Regions from separate parts of the Ovis aries genome. Here region 2 is linked to region 1. Evidence: chromatin contacts called from public Hi-C data. All regions are on one chromosome and are shown on one strand. Each heading gives the region's core, a stretch centred on a gene start, on an enhancer-like site or on the middle of the called end of the contact. The rest is flanking DNA. Distances are from core to core; before and after follow the strand shown.

Region 1 (6,353 bases), core at 2,668-5,167:
AAGATTGCTGGGAGAAATATCAATAACCTCAGATATGCAGATGATACCACCCTTATGGCAGAAAGTGAAGAGGAACTAAAAAGCCTCTTGAGGAAAGTGAAAGAGGAGAGTGAAAAAGTTGGCTTAAAGCTCAACGTTCAGAAAACAAAGATCATGGCATCTGGTCCCATCACTTCATGGGAAATAGATGGGAAACAGTGTCAGACTTTATTTTTGGGGGCTCCAAAATCACTGCAGTTGGTGACTGCAGTCATGAAATTAAAAGACACTTACTCCTTGGAAGGAAAGTTATGACCAATCTAGATAGCATATTAAAAAGCAGAGATATTACTTTGCCAACAAAGGTCCATCTAGTCAAGGCTATAGTTTTTCCAGTGGTCAGGTATGGATGTGAGAGTCGAACTGTGAAGAAAGCTGAGTGCAGAAGAATTGATGCTTTTGAACTGTGGTGCTAGAGAAGACTCTTGCGACTCCCTTGGACTGCAAGGAGATCCAACCAGTCCATCCTAAAGGAGATCAGTCCTGGGTGTTCATTGGAAGGACTGATGCTGAAACTCCAATACTTTGGCCACCTCATGCAAAGAGTTGACTCATTGGAAAAGACCCTGATGCTGGGAAAGATTGAGGGCAGGAGGAGAAGGGGACAACAGAGGATGAGATGGCTGGATGGCATCACCGACTTGATGCACATGAGTTTGGGTGAACTCCGGGTGTTGGTGATGGACAGGGAGGCCTGGCGTGCTGCGATCCATGGGGTTGCAAAGAGTCGGACACGACTGAGTGACTGAACTGAACTGAACTGAATTGATATATAAAATAGGTAAACAACAAGGACCTAATGTATAGCACATGGGACTATACTGATTACCCTATAATAACTGATAATGGAAAAGAATCTGAAAATTAATGTATATATATGTATATATATACTGAATCGCTTTACTGTACACTTAGAACTAAGACAACATGGTAAATTAACAACAACAAAACTTTTAACCAGTGAATTTGGCCATGGGGTCCTTGCTGGCCAGCCACTGATGCAGAGCCGAACCTCCTCATCGTGAATGTGCGCGGGGATCGCTGAGCATCCTGTGAGAATGGCTGCAGCGGTATAGAGTGTCACTGTCATCCAATACGCCTGGACAAGCCCCTTGGAAGGAGTCCGAATTCCATGAAGACAGAAGATGGGTGGCCTGTTTCACTCACCACCACTGGATAACCAGCGCCTAGTATGGTACCTCGTACGGTTAAATATCTGTTCAGAAATATAAATGAATCACAGTGACTCCATAAGCATTTCTAATTGAATGCACTAGGATGCAAGCTCACAACAGATAGGAGCTATTTCTTATACCTCTGGTATCTTCCAGGCTTCCTAGGAAAAAGCCTCTGTATTACTTTAAATAAATGCTTGTTGAATATTTTTTAGATGTATCTGATCCAGATTCTGTGTTAACACTTTCGCCACCTTTGCTCGACTGCTGCTGCTGCTAAGTCGCTTCAGTCGTGTCCGACTCTGTGCGACCCCACAGACGGCAGCCCACCAGGCTCCCCCGTCCCTGGGATCCTCCAGGCAAGAACACTGGAGTGGGTTGCCATTTCCTTCTCCAATGCATGAAAGTGAAAAGTGAAAGTGAAGTCTTTCAGTCGTGTCCGACTCTCAGCGACCCCGTGGACTGCAGCCCACCAGGCCCTCTGTCCATGGGATCTTCCGGGCAGGAGAACTGGAGTGGGTGCCATCGCCTTCTTCACACCTTTGCTCTAGCCATCCTTTTTCCCTCTTCCGGCCATCAGTCTTTCCCTCTTCTGCTGGTAACATAACCCACACTCCTATGTACGCTCTGGACTAAGCGGATTAAGTAGGTCTGACCCTACTCGTCGTTAAAAGAATTGGCATGAAAACCAAGCTGGTCCAGAGTAGCCCAGGTTTCCTGGTTCAGAGACAAGCACAGGATAAGAGCCAGGCCAAGTGAACCCCACTGCAAGCCTTTGCTGTCGGCTTCTAGGGAAGATGGTGTCGTTCATTTGCCTTTCATTCGGTCTCCAAAGCTGAGACTTTGAGTCTGAGAAGACCAATGGCCTTCGTGACCTTCGTGGCAAGAGAGCCTGTCCAGGAGACAGCCAGAGAATCAGGAACCTGGTAATACTCTGAGCGCTTGGTTCCTGAAGCAAGTCGTACCTTGCTTCCCAGCTACGTGGTGCGAGAACTTTTCTTTTCTCTCTTTTTTTTTAAAGAGGGTTGAGATAGTCACTTACAACCAGAAAACTTCTGACTCCATAGGAAAAAAACACCTCTATGTGCTTTGAGCCAAATTTCTTTCTCTTAAAATGAGTTTAGTTACAAGAACCCAGTTTATATAGGATGGGTAAAGGTTTAACTTAATGTTAGTAAAAGCCGTAAAACCTGTAGTGAATGAGACCACCCACATCCATTGACATGATTACCATTTCCTGAAGCTAGGTGAATCCATACATTCAGGATCAGTATATTTGCTCAACATGTCTTTCACACAGAAAGTCCTTTTGCAAGAGACAGGCATCCACAGATCAAGTAAATACCTGGTATGGGGTAGGTGAGATGCAAACTCACGCTGTATTTTCCGGAAATGAAGACAAAATCCAGGTTGGGAGAGCCTGTCTCAGATTTTGTCAACTCCTTGTATCTGCCCTCCCATCACGTTACTACTCTCTGTGGCAGTCCTGGAGAGTACACAAGATATTACTCCTGGGATATGCTGATTATTACTGGGAAATGCTGATCAGTGTTTTATGGTAATATTCTTTTTTATTGTGGTTGATGCTTTTAAAAAAATTGAGATAGTCTGGTCACCAGATGATCGGTTTTATGAACAATAAATTCTCTGGGATCTGGGTAAATTCCAATAATGTACACTAATACATAAACTCATACACTTTGAAAAAAAAACAATAACACATCATAGTCTAAAAATCTTTTGGGGAATGCTATAATCCAGCCTTCCCAGCAAGGCTTCATGAGTCTGGAGAAATGCCTTTTTTTTTTCCCCCAGCAGCATTGGAACACATTACCTTGAATACAGCAAAGCTGGGTCTCAACTGATCTCACATAACTGGACCTCAGAAACCTCTGACAGCATGTTGTTGTTAAATTATCAGGGAAAACAGACTGTGAGAAAACAAGGTCGCCCTGCAAGTTAAGACCACTGGTCTCTGGAACTAGTCCATGGACACTGAATTTCTTTGTTACCTCTTTCAAAGCATACTTGCCATAAACACTGGAGATGCTGACCCTAACAGATTCCGAGACCCTAAATTCCAAACTGCAACATGTCGTTAAATTACATTCAGCTGGGACAGTCTCCTACCTAGTCTCGGGATAAGGACTAATTCAACTTTGAAAAGATTTTTCAAACACAGACATTAAAGGAAGAGTTGACTCCTTAACATTCAACCAGGGAATTAAGTTAATCACAACATCACACACAAATAAAGAGAAACATTCTTGTGCTTCCAGAACACGTGTATTCATACCAAATATTGACAAAGACGCCAATTGTCTCCTGTCAGAAAATACTGTTTTCTATTACAGAATGTTTGTCTGTATCTGCTAAGACCAAATACTAGATAATGACCAGATTATCTGGCTAATACCCCCATTTAAAGAAAATTTAAAAAGCAAGAACCATGTTCAATTCTAAGTGTGTTACAGATGGGGATTCACTTTCTCCTGAAGGTTTTACAAGTCTCTGCAGATAGGAAAAGAAGGGAAACAAGATTAAGAACATGAGCTGGGAGCCACTTGAGAAGGCCCTTTTGTGACCTTGAATTAGACAGCTTGGAGAAAGAGAGGTGTGGGGACAAGGACACCGGAAGAGGAGAGGGGGCGAGTGAGCCTCTTTCCCTGCAGAAGGGAGCACTGCATGAGTTCAAGAATAGCAGAGCTGACATTCTTTCGATTTCCTAAGAAACAATGACACATTATGGCTTCTAATCCAAACCATGTTACAGCACAGATTATGCCAATTATCATAACTCAGTTTGAGGTCAGATATTTTATTGTGAAACAATATTACCATGATCACTTAAGAGACAATTCTCAAAGAAGAGATCAATGCACAGCTGTGCACTTGAGATATAATTTTCTCAGATTTGAGATGCTATTGATATTGAGAATTTTTTCCAGGCTCCTGTCCACCACTAATAAACTCAACATAAAATATGATTGCTTCCACACTAATAATACTGACTCACATAGCAACTAGTTACTAAAATATAATTTTTTATGGCTTGCTAACATTTTTGTAAAACTTTCAAAGTTTACATTACTCTAGATTATTTACTGATAAGAAGATTAAAAGTGCTGTTATTGAAATGGTTACTCAAACACCCATATTTTTCCAGATTCTTGGTTCACTCATCTCCTTATCATCATCCCTCAGGAATTAAAGATTAAATTTCAGAATATCTTGTTAGATAAGAATACAAAAACATACAGAAACCTTTACATGTTTTAATATGAATAACACTAAAAGGAAAAATCGTGGATAGCTGGTCTTCCAAGTAACTAACGTATTTCAATTTCTCTGTAAATTTTTCCTGATAGTGTATTTTAAAATAAAGCAAGCTGCTATTCACATAATTGCATCTTGTGGGTGAGATTATGTAGGTCTGCAAATTTTGTGCTTCTTGGTATGTTGCTCTAATGGAGAAATACTTCTAGTGACAAAGATAAGGGAAGGAAATCCTTGGAGAATTTCAAGAAGCTGCCATAAAACTTCCCTCACTTTATTTAAATTTTTATTTTTGAAAGACTTTTTTTGATGTGGACCATTTTTAAAGTCTCTATTGAATTTATTACAGTGTTGCATCTGGGATTTTTTAAAAAATGTTTTTTGGTTGTTTTGGCATGAGGCATGTGGGATCTTTGTGCCCCAACCGGGGACTGAACCCTCACCCCTTGCATAGAAGGCAAAGTTTTAAGCACTGAACCACCAGGAAAGTTCCAAAGTTCCTTACTTTAAGTCACTGGTGCTCAGTTGGGAGTGATTTTGCCCCACAGACAGCAATGGAAATGCAGCTGACCCTTAAATAACATGAGTTTGAGCTGTGGATCCACTTATATGTGGATTCTTTTCCAGTAAATATGGACCATGGTACTGTAAGATCCACAGGTGGTTAAATCCGAAGACACACAATCATGGATTTAGTTGTTGTTCAGTTCCTGAGTTATGACTGACTCTTTGCAACCCCATTAACTGCAGAATGCCAGGCTTCCCTGTCTTTCACTATCTTCCAGAGTTTGCTCAAACTCATGTCCGTTGAGTTGATGATGCCATCCAACCATCTCATCCTTTGTCACCCCTCCCTTCTCCTCCTGCCCTCAATCTTACCTAGCATCAGGGTCTTTTCCAATGAGTTGGCTCTTAGCATTAGGTGGCCAAAGTATAGTGGAGCTTCAGCTTTAGCATCATTCCTTCCAATGAATATTCAGGACTGATTTCCTTTAGGAGTGACTGGTTGGATCTCCTTGCTGTCCAAGGGACTCCCAGCAGCCTTCTCCAGTACCACCGTTCGACAGCAACAACCACGGATACAGAGGGCTGGCTGTAAAGTTATACTTGAATATATTCCACAGCATGGGGGTCGGTGCCCCTAAGCCCCATCTTGTTCAAGGGTCAACTGCATTCGGAGACATTTCTGGTTGTCACCAATTCCAGGGCAGATTGTGGCTAGAGGCCAGAAATGCTGCCAAACAACCCACAATGCACAGGACAGTCCAACTCAGCAAAGAATCGTCTCCTTTCTGCAAAAGTCAATAGTGCTGAGGTTCAGAAACCTGTTCTAGCCTTGTCAGCCTTGAATTCTTGGTTGGCTGGATGGTTCTCAGAGCTCCTGAAAATTCCCATGCAAGTACGTCCAAAATCATGGGAGTGGGAGACAGGGGAGAGACACACCATGCAGAGGGCTCTTAATGAAGGTGAGAAAAAGACAAGGAGATCAAATAGTATTTAATCTTGCTTTTCAATGATGGGTAAATGCAAGCATGTCATGCTAAGTCACTTTAGTCATGTCTGACTCTTTGTAACCCCATGGGCTATAGACTGCCAAGCTCCTCCATCCATGGGATTCTCCAGGCAAGAATACTGGAGTGGGTTGCCATGCCCTAGCCATCAGGAAATATTTCACATATTTATTACAGGACAAAACCAACACGTCAAGATGTAGTTGGAAGGAACCAGCAGCTCACAACCTAAGAAGACTGGGCAGATGAAGGTAACAGTCTGAGTGTCCTGGTTAAAACAGCTTTTTGACCACAGCAAGAAAACACCATGAAACCCAATGGGTAAATAAACTTTGAATCATATCCATAAAAC
Region 2 (6,353 bases), core at 1,943-4,442, 190 kb after region 1:
AGCAAGAGCAACGGCTCAGGTCCCTGATGAGACAGAGATGAAGGGAAATCACAGAACATGGTGTGGCATGATCAGAAGCAATATTTGCTTAGCGGTGCAAACATGAACGGTGTTTGTTCAAATGGTGGCAATATTAGATTGGGAAGTTGGAAAGAAGAGAAGCCCGTGAGGCTGGAGTAGAGATAGCAGAGGGTGGGGGTGGGGGAAGGTAAGAAAGCAGATAACAGGAAAACAGGCGATAGGTTATCCAGAGGTTTGGATTTTCTTAAGAACCATAGAAAGCCACTGGAGAGTTTTAAACAGGAAACCAGCACAATCCAACTCATGATTGAAATAGATGACTTTGGCCGTGGCGCTGGGAAGAGAGCTTTGAGCAGGGACAGAAGGAGAAGCCAGCAGACGGGTTAGGAGGTGACGACGCTCGGGATGTGAGCCTCCACAGAAGACGTCAAAAGAAGGGAGAAATGGCACCCAAAGCTGGGGAGGGCCTCTTGAAATGGGGGGGGGGCGGTGCGGGTGGACATGGGTAGATGGAAACACACCTTGTAGGTTGGTGGCTTATGGAGGAACAGGCACAGACTCAGGATGACCTACGTGTTTGCATGGCATCTGGAAAAGGCAAGGGGCATTATTACTGAGTTGGGAAGATAGGGGCAGGCGGTGGAGAGTGTCTAGGGTTCTGTTTTGGACCTGTTAAGGCTTGCCCGGTGGCTCAGCTGTAAAGAATCCACCTTCAATGCAGGAGACTTGAAGGAGATTCGGGGTCCATCCCTGGGTCAGGAAGATTCCCTGGGGGAGTAGATAGCAACCCACTCCAGTATACTTGCCTAGAGAATCCCATGGACAGAGGAGCCTGGTGGGCTGCAGTCCATGGGATCTCGAAGGAGTCGGACATGACAGCAACTTAACAACAGCAACAATAAGGGCTGAGATGACCCCGAAGGGCACCACACAGGAGACTGTTCTGGGAGACACACAGAGAGAAACCCAAAATATGCCCCATCTTCAACAAGTGGTAACTCATCCCTCACTCTTGCCAACACAAAGAGACGTCTCATTACACATTTGGGTTTTTAAACAACCTCCATGCTCTGATTTGGTGCACCAACTAATTTAAGACTTGATACTGAGAACCCAAGGATAAACAAGCAGTGAATCTGGAGATATCTCAGCATGTAATCATTCTAAATGTTTCAGCTTAACTGGTTTTCTAGTGATAGTGTTACTCGCTCAGTCATGTTCCACTCTTTGCAACCCCATGTACTATAGCGCACCAGGCTCCTTTGTCCATGGAATTCTCGAGACAAGAATACTGGAGTTGGTTGCTATTCCCTTCTCCAGAGGATCTTCCCGACCCAGGGATCGAACCTGTGTCTCTTATGCCTCCTGCATTGGCAGGCGAGTTCTTTACCACTAGTGCCATCTGGGGAGCCCCGGGACCATTCTAAAGGTTTTGGTTTAATTGGTTTTCTATTCTGAGCCATAGCTATCCTAGGGAAAAACTCTCTCAACCAAAGCTGCAGCCATAAAATAATAAAAGTCCTTCCTCCATGAAATAATTTCCCATTATTAGCTTCACTTAGTAAACATTTTCCTCTTAAAAAAAAAAAAGCATTTATTGTACACGTTCAGTGGACTTCTGTTTATGTGTACAGAGTGTGTGCCAAGGCAAAGACCACCTCAGGCACACTCTCAGATTTTGTTTCAGTTTTTTCAAAAGTTCTTTCTCAATAAATATTCAAAAGGACCAATTTGTACAAAAGTCTTTCAAAACATTTTTGATGACTATTATTTTCACTTGCAGGTCAGAGAGTTATTCAACTAAACAGTCAGCAGTATTTTTTCTTGGCTATCTCATTGCTTCTTCCTTGCTTAGAGCAATCCTTTTATTTAATCATTAATTCCAAATTGGTCTTCATTGGCATGTGGGTTTTAATGAGAGCTGGGTTTTAGCCACATTACAGTAGATGCGGTGCAGGGGGAAGGTAGAGGGTATCCGTGGCAATGGCAAAACTAAACGTACCCTAAGATGCTAACGGTTCTTGATTGAGGCCAGTTGCTGAAAAAATAAATGCCTACGATACAGAACCATAGAAATTTGGAGCTGGAGATGAGGCAAGCCTTTCATCGCTAGGCCGACAGCGCCTCCAGTGGCAGAAAGACGGCGGTGGTGGGGACGGGGACCCGCAGAAACTTGCGAATTTTTAAAAAGGCACCTGCTGTTTGAGTTCTCATCGTGCAAAAAGATCCACAGGTGCCCTACTTTAACGGTAGACAACTGGGGGAAACCTAGATCTTTATAAAACGGCGACAACAGCCACACTTTAGCTTAGCTTGGAGTTAAGCTGTCGCTTTACACAAAGTTGATTTAACCGACTAGTTGGCAGAGAACGTGAGGGAGCGGCGGGAGACAGAAAGATTCTGCTCAGGTTTGGCCGCCGCGGACCACGGGGGAGCTATCCGGAGTCCGAAAAAAGAGGGAAAGAACATTAAAGAAGTGAGCACGAGAGTCCATTTTTTAAAAGTGGAGAGTGCCGTGGAAGGCGGCGGGCACACCTGTAGGCACCGAGGTGGCTCACCTGCGCGGTGACGGCGCGTCCCCCGCGCAGTGGATCCCAGGGGGAGGCAGGGGCGGACAGGGAACCTCAGGGAGAGGTGACCCGGAGTCAGAGATGGGGGTCGGGGGGTATTCATCAGGGACAGGGTGAGAGGACCCGCGCGCATCCTCCGGAGCGACACGTGTAACTGTCAAGGCGGAAAGACACCCTGGCAGATGAGCCCCGGGAGGGGAAGGCGCGCGAGCGGCCCCAAGGCTGTGCCCCCAGGCTCCGCGCGCAGGCGGCTTCGGGGCCCCAAGCCAGGGGTTCCCTCCTCCCCCTGGGAGCTGGCACCTGGGCGGTGGGTTGGGGGTGAGCGGCTGGGGTCCCCTCCGAGCCGGGTGCCCGAATCCTGGCGCTCCGCAGCCGAGTCCCCGCGAGCCGCCATGCGCCCCTGAGTGTCCCCCCCGCCCCAGAAGGGCGCGCGGAGCCCTGGGAGGACGGGTCCCCAGCGGGCTGGCGGGCGAGCCGCCGCCTGGGCTTGGCCACTTACCTCGGGCCGCGCACGGCGCCAGCAGAGCCCCGGCCAGGGCGAGCAGGAGGGCGCGGGCGGGGGGCGCGGGCGGCGGGCGCGCTGCCATCGTCGCCGGCCTTCGGTGCAGCGGCAGCTCTCGGGCTGGGCGGCGGGCGCTGCACCATCCCCCGCGGGCGCCGGGCAGGGGCCGGGCGTCGCGACCCGCGGGGACTTCCTGCCGCAGGGAGGCAGCTCCGAACCCCCTCGCGCAGCGCCCGGGCCGCGGAAGAGCTCGTCTAGGCTTTCATTTTTTTAAAAGAAAGTTTTCCCTTGGCGTGTGTGTGTGCGCGCGCGCGTGTGTGTGTGTGCGCGCGCGCGCTGTGCTGGCACGGGCCAAGCCTTGACCGTTGCAATAAATGAGCAAACTGTCCGAGTTGGCCCCGGGACGAGGAAGATCGTTAGGGCAAGGAGGCAGGCCTGTGAAATGGATCCACGGCCCGCAGTCACCGTTCTCCTGACCACGGAACAAATTATCGTCTCCCCCGCCCGCCGGCGGCGTCCCGCGGGTCCTAGAGACCGCTCGGGGTTCCCCCCCAACCCCCGCCCAGGGTCCCGCCCAGAGCCGGCGCTCGCCCACCCCCGGGGCGGCTCGGGGCAGGGCGCCTCCCGGGCCGCGCGCCCCGGCGGCGGCGGCGGCACAGACGTGGCTCGGTGGCGGCCGGGCGCAGGAGCGCACACACATCCCCGCCCCGGGGTGATGTGGCCGCGGGGCCCCGGGCGCCCGGCTGCCAAGAGCACACGCGGCGGCACGGTCCAGCTTTCCAGTCTGAGGCTGGAAATGATGACTCGGCTGCTCGCTCCAGGCCCGCCGGGAACCAGCGGAACGCGGGTAGCCGGTCTGAAAGGCTGTCCGCCGCTCCCCAGCTGGGCCGGTCCCGTAAGTTCCCAAACGGGGACATCTCCTGCCGGAGACTGAATTTGGACTTGAAGACACGCGACTTCTGGGCATGCTGCTTTTGAGGCGTTGCTTTAGGTTTTACCATCATAGATTGGCATGGACCACCCCTCCCCCGCCCCCTCCTGCCAAAGGAAAGGTGCACAGCAATGTTTCCCAAAGTTTCCTGATGTAAGAAGCGACTGGGTTTGTCTGTCAAAAGTACTGATTCCTGGGTGCCCTCCCACGCCCTTGAAATGACGCTATCCAGCCAGGGAGCACCGGGTGTTTGGGAAACAGCAGTGAGATGAAGGAGACTTGCTTCCAGTCTGAGCTCTTGGCAGTCTCCTTCTCTTCTGCCTCCATGACCTCAAAGAGCACAGTATCAGTGTTTATTAAGGCAGGGCTTGCCTTCTCCTAGACCATGGGACCAGCAAGGAGAGGGCTACGCAGACTGAAGGAGCTGGGGCATCAAGATGGGTGCCCACCACCTGTGGAACCACCGAGATCCCTAATCTTGACCACCTATTAGAACCCTAAGGACTAAGGGGTTAATAACACCCCCACCCAGATTATTCAGCATCTCCAGCCATGGATGGAGCCTGAAGTGTTAGTCGCACAGGCTTGCCCAACTCTTTGCAACCCCATGGACTGTAGCCTGCCAGCCTCCTCTGTCCAGGGAATTCCCCAGGCAAAATGCATACTGGAGTGGGTAGCCATTCCCTTCTCCAGGGGATCTTCCTCATCAGGGATCGAACCCAGGTCTCCCCAGTTTGGGGCAGATTTTTTTTTTTTTAACCATCTGAGCCACCAGGGAAGCCTGGATGGAGGCTGAGAAGTTTCTGAAGCCCCAGGTGATTCCACTGTGCAGCCCAGAGGGAGAACCAGGCACAAAAACCTGTCCTGTGACCTCCCACCAATTTCTGACCAAGCTTCATTCCTAGAGGCATTTAGCCAGTATTTGAGAAAATGCCATTCCTCACCAGCTCTTTTTACAGGAAAGTGGCTTTCCTCCTATTTCCCTCCCACCCCTAGGTTTCTGCCATGTTCCTAAGAACCAGGTCAACTCCTCTAGACAACGTTCAGGCCTTTTATTTAAAAAAAAAAAACAAAAAAAACCCAAAAGCCAGAAGCACTGGCCCCAGGACGCCCTCCTCAGCTCCAAGGCATCTCAACACTCTGTCTGGAAGCCAGGCCTGGGTCCAAGCCCCAGTTTCAATCCAGCCCCACTACTCACCCCTCTGTCCTTTGTACTTTCATTCTCTCCGTTAGCAATTAGCAATGCTTTGTTGAGGACTTGGGAAACCAACGAGAAACGCCTCTTGCTTTCCAAGACTCCTCTGTCTACTCGGACAAACTGATCAATCCCGGCGATTGAATGGGGTGAGCTGGTAGGTTGTTTGTTGACTACTGCATTATTAATTACATACCTGATATAATCAGAGTATTGTGCTAAAAGCGCTTCCCAGGGATTGTTTTATTTTAAGATCCTGAAGATACAGAGGAGGAAATCGCAATGTCTAGAGGTTAAGTCGTTTTCCTGTGGCCAAGCAGAGCCCACACCAGGCCTATTTGCAGGCGTAGATTTAATTCAGATCTCCAAGCTTTGGGTTTAGCATCTGTTAAGTGAAAGTAAAATATAAACTTCCCAGGTGGTGGTAGTGAGCATTCAAGGAGCTGATAGAACACCTCCCCAGGCCAGGAGAGTCCTGCTATTTTTAAGAATGCACACCCCATGTGCACTGGCGGTCCTTATTATGGAGGTCTGGGAAGGACAGTTTTAGCAAGGACCCAGGTGGTTCTGATTGCCCTTGTTGCCTAGAACTTCCAGAAACACTGCACAAGGGAGTTTTAAATTGTGTCCTTTGAGATCCGTGGGGGAGACTCACTTTCAAATGAGCCCAGCTGCTGGCCTCTTGAATCTGTCTGACTGGTTAAACTGTTTATTCATAATGGATGTAATATGCACTGTGCGTTAGTCTTTATACACTTTCTTTCCGAACGATCCATTTCTTTTTCTCCTTTCATGTTCAGCTCTTGACTACTGAAGTCCACTTTTTTTAAAAAAAAAACCTGGAAGTTGCAAAGCTTTCTCCAAAGGGCTAAATGTGCCCCCAGGACTGTCCGTGGTTTGTTTGTGATTGAATGAAACAAAACAGCCAATGCGGGGGTGAGGTTTGGAGATAGTAAAAATCCTACCCACCAGCCCTGCTTTCTCCAGTTTCCAATTCACCACCTCTGTGAAGCAAGAAGCCTGGGCTAACACTCTATCCATAAAGACTTATGACCCCCAGTAACAGCCAGCTAGGCAGAGGGGGAACCTCAGGTCCAGCAGATGGTTGGCCTTTGGATGAGAAGCCTGCCTCCT

Evidence for each region. Hi-C and Micro-C count contacts between places; a contact is called where the count stands out from the background.
Region 2: a Hi-C map of hypothalamus shows a contact between it and region 1, with 3 times the contacts expected there. The contact joins the promoter of ADAM12 here to the enhancer-like site in region 1. A contact is called at or near these places in 2 of 16 Hi-C or Micro-C datasets (hypothalamus and liver).

The regions. Positions count from the first base shown.
Region 1 is chr22:45,198,789-45,205,141 of ARS-UI_Ramb_v3.0, forward strand. All of the region lies in intron 3 of ADAM12 (ADAM metallopeptidase domain 12), which reads right to left. Among named protein-coding and RNA genes, the nearest start is that of ADAM12, 190 kb to the right of the region's middle. Within about 2 kb of position 3,918, at least 2 of the 54 cell types and tissues checked have an H3K27ac peak or open chromatin away from gene starts, as enhancers often do. A contact at or near this core is called in hypothalamus, where this site is marked.
Region 2 is chr22:45,387,789-45,394,141 of ARS-UI_Ramb_v3.0, forward strand. ADAM12 (ADAM metallopeptidase domain 12) reads right to left here and starts at 3,193. Exons shown (of 23, transcript XM_027960492.2): 1 at 3,091-3,193. The coding sequence starts at 3,178.